Regions from separate parts of the Pan troglodytes genome. Here regions 1 and 2 are each linked to region 3. Evidence: chromatin contacts called from public HiChIP or PLAC-seq data. All regions are on one chromosome and are shown on one strand. The core of a region is the stretch at or near the end of the contact, and the rest is flanking DNA. Distances in the headings are between cores, read along the strand shown. Region 1 holds the start of SDSL (serine dehydratase like). Region 2 holds the start of DTX1 (deltex E3 ubiquitin ligase 1). Region 3 holds the start of DDX54 (DEAD-box helicase 54).

Region 1 (2,700 bases), core at 198-2,697, 230 kb after region 3:
TGGGTGTGTGTCTAAAGCGAGTATGGGTAGAAACTTGCCAGAGTCCACATTAAGGATCACGGCCAAGCAGCTCCATCTAACCCCAAGTGGCTGGGAGTTAATCATCAAACCTGGGGAGATCAGAAACAGCCCAAGAAGGACACACAACATCTGTGATGCCAGGTCTTCCTGTTCCCACTTTCCACATAGGGAAACTGAGGCCCAGAGATGGGCACGAGCTGCTCAGGTTCACCCAGTGAGATGGTGCAGAGACAAGACATGAATTTGACCATGTCATTCCCCCCACCTAAAGCCTTCTGTGGCTCCCTAGTGCCCCTGGGTAAGGTCCAAACTCTGGATTGGTACAGGCATCCCTGTGGACTCTGATCTCTGCCCACATCTCCAGCCTCAACCCCACTTGCTTCCCCACCCCTGCCTTCTCCCTCCCAGCCCCACTGGATACTTCCCTGACCCTGGAATATATCATGTTTTTCATTTCCAGACCTTTGCACTCCCTGTGCCTGACTCCTGGCTCCACTCAGACTTCCCCTCCTCCAGGAAGCCTCCCCAGCCCCCCAGGGCCAGGCGGGGTGCCTGCTCAGGGTTCCACAGCCCTGCCCCACCCTGCCAGCTGCTAACATCTGATAGCACTAATAAGTGCTCTCTAATGGCCCTCTCTAAGGGCTTTGTGAAGGCAGAGGACATGCTATTTTGTTTGAGGCCAAAGTTCCAGGGATTGGCACATAGTAGGTGTCCAATAAACATTTAATGAATGAATGAATGGTCAGTCATTTATCTGAGTAGCAAATAATTGCTTGGGTTCTCATGCTGCGTGTAAAATACCCGAGACGGAGAGGTGCTTCAGACAAAAATATACCTTTCCCATGTCACAAATAATAATTATAATAATTGTTTCCTTGGCCAGGTGCAGTGGCTCACGCCTGTAATCCCAGCACTTTGGGAGGCAGAGGCAAGCAGATCACCTGAGGACAGGAGTTCGAGACTGGCCTGGCCAACATGGTCAAACCCTGTCCCTACTAAAAATACAAAAATTAGCTGGCGTGGTGGTGGGTGCCTGTAAACCTGGCTACTCGGGAGGCTGAAGTGGGAGAATTGCTTGAATCCAGGAGGCGGCGGTAACAGTGAGCCAAGATCGCACCATTGCACTCCAGCCTGGGGGACAAGAATGAAACTGTGTCTCAAAAAAAAAAAAAAAAAAAAAAAAAAGTTCCCTTGTCCTTGTTTTCCCATCCCAGACCTAAGCTGACCCCAACAGTGGTTCAGCATCCGGGACAATCACTAGACCTAAAATGAGAAGACATGGAGATGCCTGCATCCCGGAAGAGATGGCCCAGGGCCAGGGGTAAAGGCTGTCTCTGCCCCTTGCTGTCTGGGAAGCTTTGGCCAAATAAGTTCCCTTTTCTGAGTTTCAGTTTGCTCATCTGTCAAATGAGACAGGGTGGTGCATGAGTCATAGGCAGTGCCCGGGAAAGCAGTGAGGGTTGCTCTCATCCCCTCTCCTCCTCCGTCTTCACCCGGAGGCTTAGGGTCTGGAGCTTTCTCTTTAACAAAGGAGGAGGGGCCAAGGTTGCCGGAAGCTGCCTGAAACTGGACAGAGCCGGTTCCTGGAAAGAGCTGGTTCCCGGGCTGGAGGGCAGGAGCTGGGGCCACGCTGGTCTGGGATAGTTGGGCAGGGAGGTAAGGGGTCTGGGGCCAGCTGGGGCCCCTGGGGCTCAGTGTGTGTGTGAATGAGAGGCTGATGAGAGGCTGCAGGAGTTTGGGAGGCTTTGGGCAAAGTCCAAGCTGAGCAGGTGGGAGTGAGAGGGCCTGAGCGTGGTCTAGGCCCTCCTGGGAATGTCGATTGAATTCAGGGTGCCCTGCAGAAGAAAGTGTTGTGCTGGGGACCCTGAAGGGCGAGAGTGGGTTCTGCCTGCCAGAGGGGCAGGGTTGGGCATTCTGCCAGCCAAGGGGCCAGCCTGAGGTGTCCCAGCCCTGGCACCAGGGATTTGGCTGTGGAGTGCCACCAAGGTGGCCTCTGGGGAAAGGCTTTGGGGACAAGTGAGGTGGACAGCACTGGTGGTCCTTACCTCAACTCATAGATGTGACAGGTAAGGCCCAGTGACAAAAGTGACTTGGCCAAGGTTGGCATGACTGGGACCTGAGCCTGAGCCCCCTGCTTTCCCCTGGGTTATTCCACAGCAGGGAGACCCAGGTCCCCCATTTCAGCCCTGGTGGCTGCCATACGGGACAAGAGCTGTGTGTCCCTGGGCCAAGACAGCTCAGTCCCAGACCTCAGGTGCCTGATGGGGTCTGGGGTTGATAAGGCTGTTGGCAACTTGGGGCTTTTTCATTTAACTGATGCCTGCTGTCCTCTTGTGAGTCAGTATAACCAAGAGGGCTGGGGAAGCCTGGAAACTGAGCCAGGAGCATTTGGTTCCAAAGGACAATTGGCAATAAATATTAAATGCATGCAGCTTTCATAATAGTAACGATAACACTAGTATATTAGAGAAAGTATAGCATCGCGGTTAATAGCACAGATGCCAAAGACACTGCCTGGTGTGAATTCTGGCTATGCTGTTTCTAACTGTGTGAACTTGGATAAGTTACTTAATCTCTCTGGACCTCAGGTTCACTGTTTATAAAATGGAGTCAATGGTGAGTTAATGACTCATCTGTTGTGAGCCAACAGGTGGCTCACACCTGTTATCCTAGTGTTTT
Region 2 (2,986 bases), core at 354-2,853, 130 kb before region 3:
TGAATTCAGGAAAGGCTTCCTGGAGGAGGTGACATTTAATCAGACCTTAAATAGCATTCGACAGGAAGTCCAGAGACACGAGTTCTTCTTTCTAATTTGCTGCTAAATCACCATGTGACCTTGAGCCAATCTCTTCTCCACTGTGGGATCCCCAGATCCTTCTACAATATAAGGTGGTTGAGCACCTGCTCTGAATCCGTTCAGTCACAGTCTCCTGTGAGAAGAATCTGCTGACAGCCAGAGCCCTTCTTCCCAGACATACAAGACACACAATGCCTCGACACACAAGTTTGCCTGTAATGGGAGAGGGGGACTTCATGGACCCCAGAAGCCCATCCAGGGACCTTAGGCTAAAATCCCAGACCTCAGTGATCCTGTGGGAGTATCGTCAGACTTGGCCCTGCCCTATGCAAAGCCTCTCTCTTTAGTCTACAGCAGGTGAAAGCAAGCAGAATCATTGACCCAATCTGAAAAAGCCCATCCAACACTGGGCTGCAGGTCAGAGCAGGGGCCTGGGGAGGGGAGGTCCCTCCAGCTGGCCGGAGAGCCAGAGCTGGATTCTGGGAAAGCACCCCTGAGCAGCCTGCCCCTGACCCTGCCTAGTGTATCCCCATCTGCCCCGGGGAGGCAGGCGTGGGCTGCTCTGGGCAGGCGCCCAAACAGGCCACTGACCCCCGTCAGCCACCCAGGCTGGAGTTCCCGGACGCATCCTTCATCTTCCCCAATCTAAACACCCACAGGCCCCGGGTGGTCCACCCCCCTCCCAGCCAATGTGTGTCTCAGCTGCATCCAGCTTGCTGGAGGACAGAGGGACTGGCCATCCCGTTAACACTTGAGCCGCTGCCATTTCCAGCCTTCCCTTCCATCCAACCAACGCTCACCCACCATTTATTGAGCACCAGTTGTTTGCAGGTGGCTGTGAATGACATGGCAGAGGGCCTGCCCTTCTCTTCCTCCAGGATCTCACCTCCTGGCCAGGGTCCCCTCCCCTGGTCCCACCCCTCTCACCTGGAGCAGGTGGGCGCTTTGGGGGAAGTGGGCTCAGGGCTGGGAACTGGGTACTGGCAGGAGATTCAGATCGAGGTTGGTGTCTGGGCATCGCTCTAAGCTTTTGTGATCCTGGGCCTGGGTCTTACTCTCTCTGGCTTCAGTATCCTCATCTGTACTCTTCGGATTCCACGGTTCCATCTGAGTCTGAATCAGGCCTTGTCAGCACCCTCCCACCCCCAGGAATAGTTAGAGGAGGAAAGGAGGCTAGCTCTGAATGCTTCAAGATCTTTCTTTAGACAGTCTCTGGATCTTATTCATTTATTCAAGCATTTATTGAGCACCTATTCAGTGCCAGGCCCTGGACTGGGAGACTGGAAATAAAGATGACAAAGATTCAAGCCGGTGACTCCTAAACACCCCACTCCCTGCCTCACGCTCTGCTCGGAGTCAGAAGGCCCCCTGGGGTCTCGGGAGGGCCTGGCCGAGGATTTGGGGCGCCCCGAGACTCGCGTGTCAGCGCCGGTGGCGCTCAGGGCCGCGATCTGTCTCCTCCCCTTCCTCCTCCTCCGCCCCCTCCCCTCTCCCTCCCGGAGCACGGCCGAGGCCTCCTCCCACCCGCGGGATCCCGGCGGCCGCCAGCCGGCTCCTGCGTCCGTCCGTCGGCCGGGCAGTCTGTCCACGCGCGGAAAGCTCGGCGCGGCGGCCGAGGGGCCTGGGAGGGAACGGGCGCGGAGGCGGGACCGCGGCTCCCTCCCACTCCGGGGGGAGTCCAGGAGGCGGCGGTGCTGGAGCGCGAGCCGGAGCCGGAGCCGGAGACGAAGAGAGGCGGTGAGAACGCGGGTGCTTAGGGACCCCACCCCCGGCTCCCGCTGGGGGCCCGCGAGCGGCTCGGAGACGTCTGGGCTGGGGAAGCGGGGCTGTTACCCCCAGGGCGGGAGGCAGAGACGATCCAGCTCCTGGCTTCGCCCCCTCCGCGACGCGACCCCCGAGGGGCCCTGGGCCGCGCCTGCAGCGCCGCGCATCCCCGTGCTTCCCGGCGCACCCCAGCGCACCCGGCATCCCCCCGGCAGGGCGAGGGCCCCGGGGGAAGGGAAGGCTCCGGGAGCCAAGGAGGGCGCCCCCCAGGCGGAGAGTCTCGGAAAAGCGCGCCCCCGGCCCCAGCCTTCCCTCCAGGCCTGCCCCAAGGGAAAGCGGGCGGGGCGACCCCGTACGCCCCCCTTGCTGTCCCCCTTCGGTTCCCCATTGTTCTCAGCCGAATGCTCTCCTGGGAAGGGGGGAGGGGGTGCTGTGCTCTCTTCTTAAAGGGCCCTCTCCCCTCTTGTCTCCTGGCAGGTCGCGAGCACGAGTGGGGTGGGGCGTGCCCACGGGCCCCCGCCCCCCTCGTCCCCCTCGTCCCCCAGCCCAGCTCCGGAGCCGCAGTCCAGGCGCGCCGCCCGGGGGTCCACGCCGCACCCTTCCCCCGTGCGTTCTGCGGCCACCCAGGCCTTCCAGGACACCGTGGAGAGGGAACAAGGGGGCAGGGACGCCCCCTTCGGCAGGAGCCGTCGGAGAAGGGGGCCCAGACCGGAGGGAGGCGAGAAGCCCCACTGAAGCCGGGCGCAGGGTCTGGGACGCAGTTGGGAGTGCAAAGGGCTGGCTGAGAGCCGCAGGAGCAGCAGGCTGTGGCCCAGGCCTCCTGGGTGACAGGCCCTGTCTGGCGGGGAAGAGGGACCAAGAGACAACACGGAAGAGGCTGGACCTCGAACAGGGGCGGCTGCCTCACTCCCTACCTGAGCCAGCCGAGGGGGCCAAGGACTTTAGAGCTGTTTCCTCCGGCGTAAGAGAGACACTTGCTTTCCAGGGCAGCACCCTTTATCAGAGAAGGCTCTACCGGGAAGGGGTCTTTGCAGCCTGGATGGCCATCCCACATTCCTTTAACGGAGGTCTCTAGGCCTCAGAGAGAACCCAGAGTTAGAAAGGAGGCCAGACGGTCCTTGCTGTCCCCCTGGGGAGAGAG
Region 3 (2,747 bases), core at 23-2,522:
CCTGCCTCAGCCTCCTAAAGTGCTGGGATTACAGGCGTGAGCCACCGCGGCCATCCTAATTTTTTAATTTTTTGTAGAGACGGGGTCTGCCTATGTTGCCCAGGCTGATCTTGAACTCCTGACCTCAAGCAATCCTCCCACCTCAGCCTCCCTAAGTGCTGGGTTTACAGGCGTGTAGCCACTACACCAGGCCTTTGACTATTTCTTAACCCTCTAGGCCTAAGTTTCCTCCTGTAGAAAAATGAAGATGACAGTTGCTGGTGGTGGTAGCACAACGTTGGTGTGAGGATTAAATAATAAGGCTCGTACAGCTCTTAGCATGGAGCCTGGCACATAGTAAACGGTCAACAAACACAAACTGGCCGGGCTCACGCCTGTTAATCCCAACACTTTGGGAAGCAGAAGTGGGAGGACTGCTTGAGGCCAGGAGTTCGAGACCATCCTGGGCAACATAGGGAGACCCCCGTCTCTACAAAAAATTTAAAAATTATCCGGGCGTGGTGGCGCATGTCTGTGGTCTCAGCTACCGGAGAGGCTGACGTGGGAGGATCGCTTGAGCCCAGGAGGCGGAGGCTGTAGCAAGGCGTGGCTACACAACTGCACTCCGGCATGAGCAACAGAGCAAGACTCTGTCTCAAAAAAAATTGTTTTAATTCGTTTCCCAGAGGTTTGGAGGCGTCACACTGTCTCAAGCCACGCAGTCCGGCCTCCCCTTAATTCAACCTCCCAAGAACGCTCCAAACTCTCAAAGTCAGATCTTCTGCACCCGCACTTTTCATTGGGCGAAAGGGAGCCAGGATCCGCCCCACGAGCAGGAGGCAGCCAATGAGAGACGCGCGACCAAAACCCGGCAGGAAGGCCCGCAGGCTCCAGCCCCGGGATCCCAAGGCTCTGGCCGCGGAACCCTGAGCCTGACAAGCCCCGAGACACGTGCTCAGGCCGGCGGTCCCAAGACCAGTCCTCGGGTCGGCAGCCTCCCTCCCCACACTCTGCGGAGCCCAATCCCCAACTGGGGAAACTGAGGCCTCGAGGCGCTGCCCGGAGCCGGGTCTCGGGCCCCAACATGCGTCCCAGCCCCACGCGCCTACCTTCCGGGCCCGGGCGTCATCTTCCGCCTGGATCTCAAACTCGCCGTCCTCCGAGTCGCTGCCGCGGGCCTGGGAGGCCGCGCCTCGGCGCTTCCGGAGCCCTTTCTTCTTCCTCCACTGGGCCATGGCAGCTCGCGACCGAGGTCCGGCCGCCGGGCGCTTGTCGGCCGCCATTCGGGCCGCGTGCTGGGAACGCAGAAGGGGGCGTGGCCTGAGGAGCGCACCAACTGCGTGGGGGGGGGGGTAGGTGCGGTGACCACGTGACCTCCGCTGAGCTTTCGCCAGTGCCTGCGGCCCTCGGCGGCCTAGGACACACGCACCTGAGTGAGTGGCACCAGAGGCCCCTCTCCATGTTTAGGGACCTCCTGGGCTTCAGGAGCGTGGCGCCCGCCCCAGGGCGGACTCCCCCCATCCGCGGGCGCGAATGGTCCGGGCCGCGTCCGCAGTGCTGCTGGCTGCTCCCTGGTTGCTGGGTGCTAGGTGCTGGGTTCTGGGTTTCTGGATTCGCGGGCCGTTCACACGTAGCCTGTGCCGGCTCCTCGGGTGAGTCCGTCCGCGCGCGGTGCCCCGGGACGGCCTAGGCTGCCGGGGGTCCGGGGCCCCAGGCATTCCGGGCTGCAGATTGACGGGGATCCCGGATGCACCGCGCGCCCCCGCGCGCTCACCTACGGGTCCAGACCTGGTGGGAAGAAGGTGCGGGGACGGGTCCCTGAGGATCCCGATGCCTACGAGCCAAGATGCTCAGGTAGGAGAACAACCCAAAAATGCAGGGACCTCGGGCACTTTTTAATCGGGTCGTTGATTTGGGAGTCGCAGAATGTGGGGCGGTGGGGGCGGCGGTGATCTCCCGATAGCAGTGTAGCCAAGTACACAAGCTCTGGACTCAGATTTCACTTCCACCGTTTTAGCTTTATAGGTGTGACCTACACATGTGACTTCACCTCAGTTTTGTGATCCGTAAAATGGACAAATTCGAAGCTACTTCACAGTGCTGTTGAGAGGATTAAATGAAACAATGCTTGTAAAGCTCTTTGCAGGAGGTAGGCATGGGATCCACGCTGGCTGTCATTGCCCCCACCCCCATCAGTACACATAGGAAAGTGCCTGTCTCCCCTACCACCATAGTGTGTTTTCTGGTTGGTGCCTAAATAGACACAGGTTCATCTCTCCTTCACCGCCAGAGTCATTCTGTAAATAATTGCCAGTAGCCCCGCTTTCACCACCATTATGACAACTAAAAAAAAGCCAAAGAAATTTCCAAAATGCCCCCTGAAGTTGACAGCTCCCCTTTGAGAGACTGGTTGAGAGAGAACTAAACCCTTGGGATGAGAACTTCAGACACTACCGGTCTTCCTCCATTAGCACTGCTGTGGCTCAGGGGTGCTACTCTGACCTCCTCTCACAGGGAGCCTCGGAAGCAGGGCCTGGCCGGCAGAGCACACCTGCTGTCACCAGGGACCACAGGCAGCATGAAGACCCCCGTGGAGCTGGCCGTCAGTGGGATGCAGACCCTCCGCCTTCAGCACCGCTGCCGAGGTGGCTACCGGGTCAAGGCCAGGACGTCATATGTGGATGAGACTCTGTTTGGCAGCCCAGCAGGCACCCGGCCTACCCCACCGGACTTCGATCCGCCCTGGGTGGAGAAGGCTAACAGAACCA

The links. HiChIP or PLAC-seq counts read pairs in DNA pulled down with a chosen protein or histone mark.
Region 1: an H3K4me3 HiChIP or PLAC-seq map of stem cell-derived excitatory neurons shows a contact between it and region 3, with 3 times the contacts expected there. The contact joins the promoter of SDSL here to the promoter of DDX54 in region 3. A contact is called at or near these places in 2 of 7 Hi-C or Micro-C datasets (blood and stem cell-derived neural progenitor cells) and 1 of 1 datasets of contacts at active chromatin or transcription factors (stem cell-derived excitatory neurons).
Region 2: a contact with region 3 is called in an H3K4me3 HiChIP or PLAC-seq map of stem cell-derived excitatory neurons, with 2.6 times the contacts expected there. The contact joins the promoter of DTX1 here to the promoter of DDX54 in region 3. A contact is called at or near these places in 4 of 7 Hi-C or Micro-C datasets (blood, induced pluripotent stem cells, a lymphoblastoid cell line and 1 more), 1 of 1 datasets of contacts at active chromatin or transcription factors (stem cell-derived excitatory neurons) and 1 of 1 other capture datasets (stem cell-derived neural stem cells).

The regions. Positions count from the first base shown.
Region 1 is chr10:120,246,431-120,249,130 of NHGRI_mPanTro3-v2.0_pri, forward strand. SDSL (serine dehydratase like) reads left to right here and starts at 1,448. Exons shown (of 8, transcript XM_001153764.8): 1 at 1,448-1,677.
Region 2 is chr10:119,887,851-119,890,836 of NHGRI_mPanTro3-v2.0_pri, forward strand. It overlaps DTX1 (deltex E3 ubiquitin ligase 1), which reads left to right and starts at 1,604. Exons shown (of 10, transcript XM_016924300.3): 1 at 1,604-1,818; 2 at 2,323-2,986.
Region 3 is chr10:120,016,921-120,019,667 of NHGRI_mPanTro3-v2.0_pri, forward strand. DDX54 (DEAD-box helicase 54) reads right to left here and starts at 1,273. Exons shown (of 20, transcript XM_009426302.5): 1 at 1,089-1,273. The coding sequence starts at 1,262. It overlaps RITA1 (RBPJ interacting and tubulin associated 1), which reads left to right and starts at 1,592. Exons shown (of 4, transcript NM_001280118.1): 1 at 1,592-1,833; 2 at 1,997-2,128; 3 at 2,494-2,747. The coding sequence starts at 2,558.